Linked DNA regions of Ovis aries: region 1 is linked to region 2. A link is a contact called in public Hi-C data. All regions are on one chromosome and are shown on one strand. The core of a region is the stretch at or near the end of the contact, and the rest is flanking DNA. Distances in the headings are between cores, read along the strand shown.

The links. Hi-C and Micro-C count contacts between places; a contact is called where the count stands out from the background.
Region 1: a Hi-C map of liver shows a contact between it and region 2, with 4 times the contacts expected there. The contact joins two enhancer-like sites. A contact is called at or near these places in 5 of 16 Hi-C or Micro-C datasets (hypothalamus, liver, mixed tissues and 2 more).

Annotation. Positions count from the first base shown.
Region 1 is chr15:63,016,794-63,020,458 of ARS-UI_Ramb_v3.0, forward strand. KIAA1549L (KIAA1549 like) reads left to right here. Exons shown (of 21, transcript XM_042233338.2): 10 at 2,015-2,186. Among named protein-coding and RNA genes, the nearest start is that of C15H11orf91, 120 kb to the right of the region's middle. Within about 2 kb of position 2,133, at least 5 of the 54 cell types and tissues checked have an H3K27ac peak or open chromatin away from gene starts, as enhancers often do. A contact at or near this core is called in liver, where this site is marked.
Region 2 is chr15:63,131,880-63,135,267 of ARS-UI_Ramb_v3.0, forward strand. No RefSeq gene overlaps it. Among named protein-coding and RNA genes, the nearest start is that of C15H11orf91, 7.6 kb to the right of the region's middle. Within about 2 kb of position 1,907, at least 7 of the 54 cell types and tissues checked have an H3K27ac peak or open chromatin away from gene starts, as enhancers often do. A contact at or near this core is called in liver, where this site is marked.

The sequences.
Region 1 (3,665 bases), core at 883-3,382, 110 kb before region 2:
CAAGCATTGTTGATCCATGCTTCTGCTGATGGACACCTGGGCTTTTCCCAATTTTTAGCTACAATAAGCAAAGCTTCTTTGAACTTTCTTCTGCAGGTCTTTCTTTAGACATGTGCTTTCATTTCTCCTGGGTATGCAGGAGTGGTTCACAGGGTTGGTGTATGCGAATTCTGTGAGAAACCGCCAGACCTTTCCCCAAAGTATACTGTCTGATGCTCCCACCAACCGGATGTGGAGTTACCCCACCTTCTCATCAACACAGGGTTATCAGCCCTTCTTATTTTAGTCATTCTAGTGGTTGGTAGTGATGCCTTATGGGTTTTAGTTGAATTTCCTCATTGAGCATCTAAAAAAACTTGCTTATTTGCTCCTCAGATATGTTTCTTTGTGAAACGTCTGGTCAGATTATTTTAAAAGCCATTTTTTATTGGATTGTAGTAATATTTATTTTTAATTGTTATTTATAGCACACATACTCAGCAGCATAAAAATAGGCAGAGTTTAAAGAACACTAATAAAAAAAGAACCCACAACCCAAAGAATAAGAACAGCACTGTTACCTTACCTGATAAGCTTTCTCTGTGTCTTTTCTGATTATACCTACTTGCTTCCTTTCTACCGGAGTTGAGTGTGCTTCTGGATTTTGTATTAAATCATGCCTGTGTTTTCTGTATAGATTTTACCATTCTCATGTGTCTCCGTAAGCAGTGCATCATTTGGTTTTGTTTGGTTTTGAACTTTATATTCTGTAATTTGTCTCTTTTGCTCCATATCAGGTTTTGTATTCACCCACATTGGATCAAAGAGCCTTAGTTCTACTACTCTATAATATTTAATTGTGCAACAGTACTATAATTCATTTATCCATCCTACTGTTAGTGACTTCTGAATTTTTGTATTTTTTTTTGCTATTATGAACAATGCTGCTATAAACGTTTTTGTTACCTCTTTTGATATCCTGTGAAACTCATAATCTGTAAGATATACTTTGGGAAATACTTATATGATGCCATATTTATCAATGGTGAATTATGCTAGTGAAAACTTGATAACAACCTAAATGTCCACAAATGAAGGTTTAGTTAAGTTTATGAGACATGCACACAGTAGAACATTATGTAGGTATTAAAATTTATGTTTTATGTGTGATTATCAATTGTTAGTTACAATACTGAAAAATGAGTAACAATCTAGGTGTTTGACAATAAAGGATTGGGTGAGTAAATTTATGAGGCATGCCTTGGAATGCCATGTAGAAATTAACATTTATGCTTTTATTATAATTAAGCCCCTATGGATGTAAGTAAAAATGGCAATATATAATATTATATAGAAAGTATGATAAATAATTTTGTAAAATGATAAGAGACTTGTGTGGAAAAAAAATAGTAGCAAATACTCTAAAATGATGATAGTAATTAGCTTGTAGAGGAGGGGTTACAGGTTGTTTATATTTTATTTCATTTCTCGATGCTTTTCTGTATTTTCAAATTCTCTGTAGTGCAGTGAGAAAAAGCAACAAAGGTTATTTTAGAAAAAGAACTTTGAGTCTCCAAACCTTGCTTTTATCAGAGACCTTTTGAATTGCAAACATAGAAGTTCATTTTTTTTCCCCTCTCTGGCAATTGCAGGAATTTGAAATTAGAAATCTTGTCTAAGCATAACCTAACATGCCCTGAATTCATGTGGAGGCCTATTTTCAAATGAGGCCAGAGTTCTCTAGAAGCTGGAGACTTGACCATTTCAGCGTTTCTTCTCTGTCTCAAACTGTTCTTCCCAGAAGTTTGTATTTTCAAGACTGTTTTCTCCTCCCTGCCTTCCTCTTCCAGCGATAGTAGGGTTTCTTGAGACGTCGGTGTTAGGGAGGTACACGAAGGTTGACGCCTTAAATATCTGTTATGGGTCTACTCAGCTGCAGAAGGCTTCACAGTCGGGAGTGAGCCTGCTGATCACGTGAGTAATTGCAGAGCTGATACACGATGCCCTGTAAACAAAGCCTATCTTTTTCTGAAAGATGGTAAAGATGCAGCGGGTGCCGGGACCCAAGGACCCTGCGGAGCTGACTTACTACACCCTGTACAATGGGAAGCCTCTGCTGGGGACTGCAGCTGCCAAGATCCTGAGCACCATTGACTCCCAAAGGATGGCCTTGACTCTGCACCATGTTGTTCTTCTGCAAGCTGACCGTAAGGGGACAGTCTTTCCATTCAATATTTTTAACATCAGCAAATATTTCCTGTTCATCCAAGTGAGTCCCTAAACTCATGTTAGTAGACCCAGAGCTAAAAATATTTCTATTCTGCAAGGTTCTCAAACCAACCAGCTGTTTCCTATATTGTTTAAAGCAATAGGTTTTGGGTGAAAGTGAAAGTCACTCAGCCGTGTCCGACTCTTTGTGACCCCATGGACTATACAGTTCACAGAATTCTCTGGGCCAGAATACTGGAGTGGGTAGCCTTTGCCTTCTCCAGGGGATCTCCCCAACCTAGGGATCAAACCCAGGTCTCCTGCATTGCAGGCAGATTCTTTACCAGCTGAGCTCTCAGGGAAGCCCTGATATGAGGTAGCTATCGGGTTTTGGGGAAGGGATGTGTTTTGGATACTAGGGTGATGGTAATACTGCTTTGCCCCAGGTCCTACCCGCTCTCCCTCCTCAGTATAGTCTTGTGAGCAGCTAGAAAAATCACCACTGCTGAGATTGTATTTGTCTGCTGGGGAATTAAAGGTAATTTGATTCAGTAAACTTTCCAGAGTCCTACATGAACTGTGCTGGAGGACTCAGAGAAGTGGGCAAGACTTGCTAAATCCCTGCCTTTAAGGAGCAGAGAAGCTGTTGATGCAGATATAAAGGGGTAGAATGCAGAGATGCTTCGAGGAGACAATGTGATTGATACAGGGCTCAACAGAGGGACAGATTGCTCTCAAGGGGTATCTGGGAAGAATTAATAGAGAAAGGGTATGAAACATAATAACTGCCTTTTTGAGGGTCCTCCCCATGGCAGCTACTATGCTTATTGCTTTACATAATTTTTCTCTATTTCTCTGGGGCAACTTTATTTAGCTCCCAGTTACAGATGAAGAAACCTACGCTAAGACAGGTTAACTAATTTGCTCCACATCACAGAATTAGTACTTGATCTGGTATGAATTCCAAGACAGGAATCTGAATCTGAGTTCAAAAGTGTGTTTGTAACTGTATTGTACGCTATGATTCCAGCCGAGGGTGGGGAAGAGGGTATAGTCCAGAAAGAGCAAGCAGCAGGAGCAATAGAAAGGAAGTGAGAAGTACCAGTGGTGCTTGAAAAAAAGGAGTCAAGTTTCCTGCAGTACTGAAGCATGAGGAGGAGATGATGGGGGTAGAAATGAGCATTGCTTAGGAGACTCAGGCCTTGCATGGCAAGAGAAGGGATTGTACAGTGATGAGATTGGTTCTGGGGAGCTATTGGAGATTTCTGTGTGGGGAAATAGTATCATTGAAAGTACCCATTATCTAGGGAGATTAATCTGTTGTCAGCGTTCAGGTTGAGAGAAGGCAGAACTAATGAGGCTTTCTGATGGCCCCGGCATTAGGGACCCAAATAAGGGCTTCAAAGAAAGCCAGGGTGAGGTAGGTGAGCAACTGTGTGGCAGAAATGTTAGATTCGGCAGCACGTGGAGAATGCTCT
Region 2 (3,388 bases), core at 657-3,156:
GAGCAGTTTATACATTCTGTGTTAATTCGCAGCCCCAGGCAGGGGAAGTACCATGCATTTTTCAGATGAGGAAAAGGGCTCAGAGAAGTGAAGAACCTGCTTCACTGGAAGAACCACTGAATGGATAAATGAATGAACAAACCAGTAAAGGTGTGCAGGTTTAGTTTATGCGCACCGTTTTCAGAGTTATAGAATGTGGGCACTGCATTCAGACAGACACAGAGATGAGTAATCCTGGGGGCGCGGGGGAAAGATGGCTGGAACAGCTAATGTTTAGTCCTGCTTCTGCAGAAATCCTCCGCCAGGCTCCAGTAGAATATCACCTGATTATAGGGCCTTTGCTGCTCTGTCTCTCCTCTCCTCTGACTTGTGACGTGAGCCCAAAGCCAGCTGGTGAGCCACTCTGATTCTTCCCTTAGGAACTGGAACTAGCAAAGGGTTCCTGTGAGAGGGAACCCGACGTGACTCTCTAGGGGGAACCTGAACTGAGTCGACAGTCTAGGGAGAAAGGCAGGAGGTGTGCAGGTGTGTGGAGTGAGAGGAAGTGGGGGGGGGGGACCAGCTGCCTGGGCTCCTTGTGGCTTCCAGGCCCTGGTGCCAATGGGCCTGAGGCCCATGAGGGGACATATGACGTGTCTAAAAATCCTCCTCTGTTCCAAGGGCCTCTGGTGGGGCGGCAATCTCAGGACTCTGGCCACCCCACCCCAAAGGGGACAGAAACAGACAAGCAACCCACACCAGCCAATCACATTTGCTCTCCAAGGAACAAACATGATTGGAGAGAACAAATGTGGTTGGACCCAAGTGTCCAGTGGCAGCGCCACATTCCTTTCCTCCTAAAGCCCTAGATGCCCCCTTTGTTTCTTTCTCTTGCATTAGTTCCTACTCTCTGTAACCACCAACCCTACCATCATCCCCTCTTGTTATTTAAGTGAGCTGCTTTGAGTGGCCTCTTTCCCCCACCAACAAGAAGAGCCCCTAGAACATGTGATCTTCCAGCTTGGTGTCATGGATGCATTTTCTGGATTCCTTTCTAGCCAGTTTGCCTCTGGTCGCTGTACTTGGATGTGCTGATGCTAGGCTGTGGATGGGATGGAAGCCCTCTCTCTTTGGGGCATCACCTATGGAGGGGCCGAGTCCTTGACCTCATCTGAAGTGGCAGATGTGATGCTGCCTGGGAGAGAGATGGTTGGCCCTCACTAGAAAAGAATCACCCTCTTCCCAAAATTGCCCCCTAGCCATACTCACCCCCATCAGTTTTGTAGAGCCCTGCAGATTCAGGGCTCAGCAGTGAGAGATGAGTCCTAAATAGGATGGAAAACTATGACTATGGTAATTATGACTCTCATCTGAGAAAAATTTCCCCTCTATCATCTTGATTGTTTTCTCCCACCCATGAGAACATGTCTCCATCTACCGGATGATGAGACAGGCTCAGAGCGGTTGAGTAATATTCCCAAGGTCACATATCTGGGTGGTGACAGGCTCAAGATGTCATTGAAAGGAAAAAGCCAGGGTGAGGCACCAGTACAGCCTTCACTTATAGTGAGAGGGAAACTTTAATGCAGTGATGATGTCTGTCTTCCTCCTGCTCCCCAAGAAACCAGGCCCCTGCAGGCACTAGATCCTGCCTGAATCCCTTGGCCATAGTGTAGGGCACAGGTTATTTGGCTGAGGGGGTGGAAGGTTCCCCATCACACTTGAAATCTCTGCTTCTCTCAGGACTAACAATCTGTTGATGGAGCAGTCATGATGCAAATATCTGGTTTCACCCTCTGTCAGATTTGCTGTTCCATCTAGCTCAAACAAGTTACCGCTGGAGAGAATGAACGTCAGTCCCCCACCCATGGGCTGTTTCCTCTGTTCACCCTCTACACTGATGCCCTGAGAGTACAAGCTGCTAATCTGATTGGCTGAGGTCCAGGACATTCCCTGGGCCTTGCATCATCAGTGGTTGAGACTCCATGCTCCCACTGCAGGGGGCACAGGTTGGATCCCTGGTTCAGGGGAACTAAGTGTCATGGATGCATTTTCTGGATTCCTCTCTAGTCACTTGGCCTCTGGTTGCTGCACCTGGATGTGCTGATGCTCGGCTGTGGACGGGATGGAAGTCCAGTGACAAAAAAAAAAAAAAAGCCTGCCTTCATGAGCAGATATCACTAGGCTCTTCTTTCCTACCTCTTCCATGTGGGTAACTAAGTGGGCAGACAAACCAGAAGCAGCAGGGGGCTTCAGTCATACCTTCAGCCCAACTCTGAATGTTCCAAAGCAGCTTTCCTTCTAGCTCAGCTATCAGTGATTTTTCCTGTTTATCTGGCGGTGTGTTAGTAAATGTTTAACAACCAACTTTTTATGGAGGTTGGAAAGGGTAGAGAGGACAAGAACAATCTGCATTTGTACATTTGCCAATTTCCATAGTGTAAATACTCTCACTGTGGCCAGTTTCAAACCATCAACACGGACGTTACTCAGAAGGAATGTAACATTAGTACACTGTTATACAGTATTTCCACCATACAGACCCAGGAGCCATAAATACCTTTAAGAGCACGGGTAATTGTGAAATGGAGCAAATAATTAGGGAGTGCTGAATTTTGAATATTTATTACCTTCATTTTTAATATTGTTTGCTTGTAAGTTGATAAAAGTTAATTTTTAACAAGGGCTGTTTTTACAACCGGCTTACAAAATTCCTCAAAATTTAACCATTGGCTTTCATGAGCTGTTCCAGCTGGCTCCAGCATGAGCCAGCCTGCATTTATCTATTATTCCGTGCATATGGTGTTTGCTTCACCTGGACCCTTATCTTGTTTTCAATTGCCAAGCATCCTTCTCTTTGCTATACAGCCTCTTCCATTCCATTCTGTTCAGGACGGACTGAGAATCACAGGACCTGCCTCCTCCACCATCCTGATAACAGGACGTGTGGCCAAAGCCATGGGATGAAGGGACAAGCGATGGGGCTGAGTGTGGGCATTCCTGGGACCTTGACTGTGATACCATAAGACTGTCAACTCATCTTCAACATTGGGAGACAACTCAGCCCACTCCCAAACTATGTCCTCCCGGTATTGAACCTAACGTTTCCTTCTGGTGACTCACTAGGGCTTCCCCTATGTCTGTGCTATGAACACTGCAGGAAGGCCTGGGAGAACCTTGATAAGCCTGACTTCTAATCCTCACTCTGCCGTTGCCTAGCCCTGTGCCCAGGGGTGGCGGAGGGTGTAAGTCACTACACCTTTCAGAGTCTCTGTCCCCTCATTTGTAAAACATGCCAAGGATGGTTCCTATATCACAAGGTGCTAGTAAGAATTATTATTTTTTGCCATGCCACAGGGTTTTCTGGACCTTAGTTTCCTGACCAAGGATTGGACCCATGCCCCGTGTG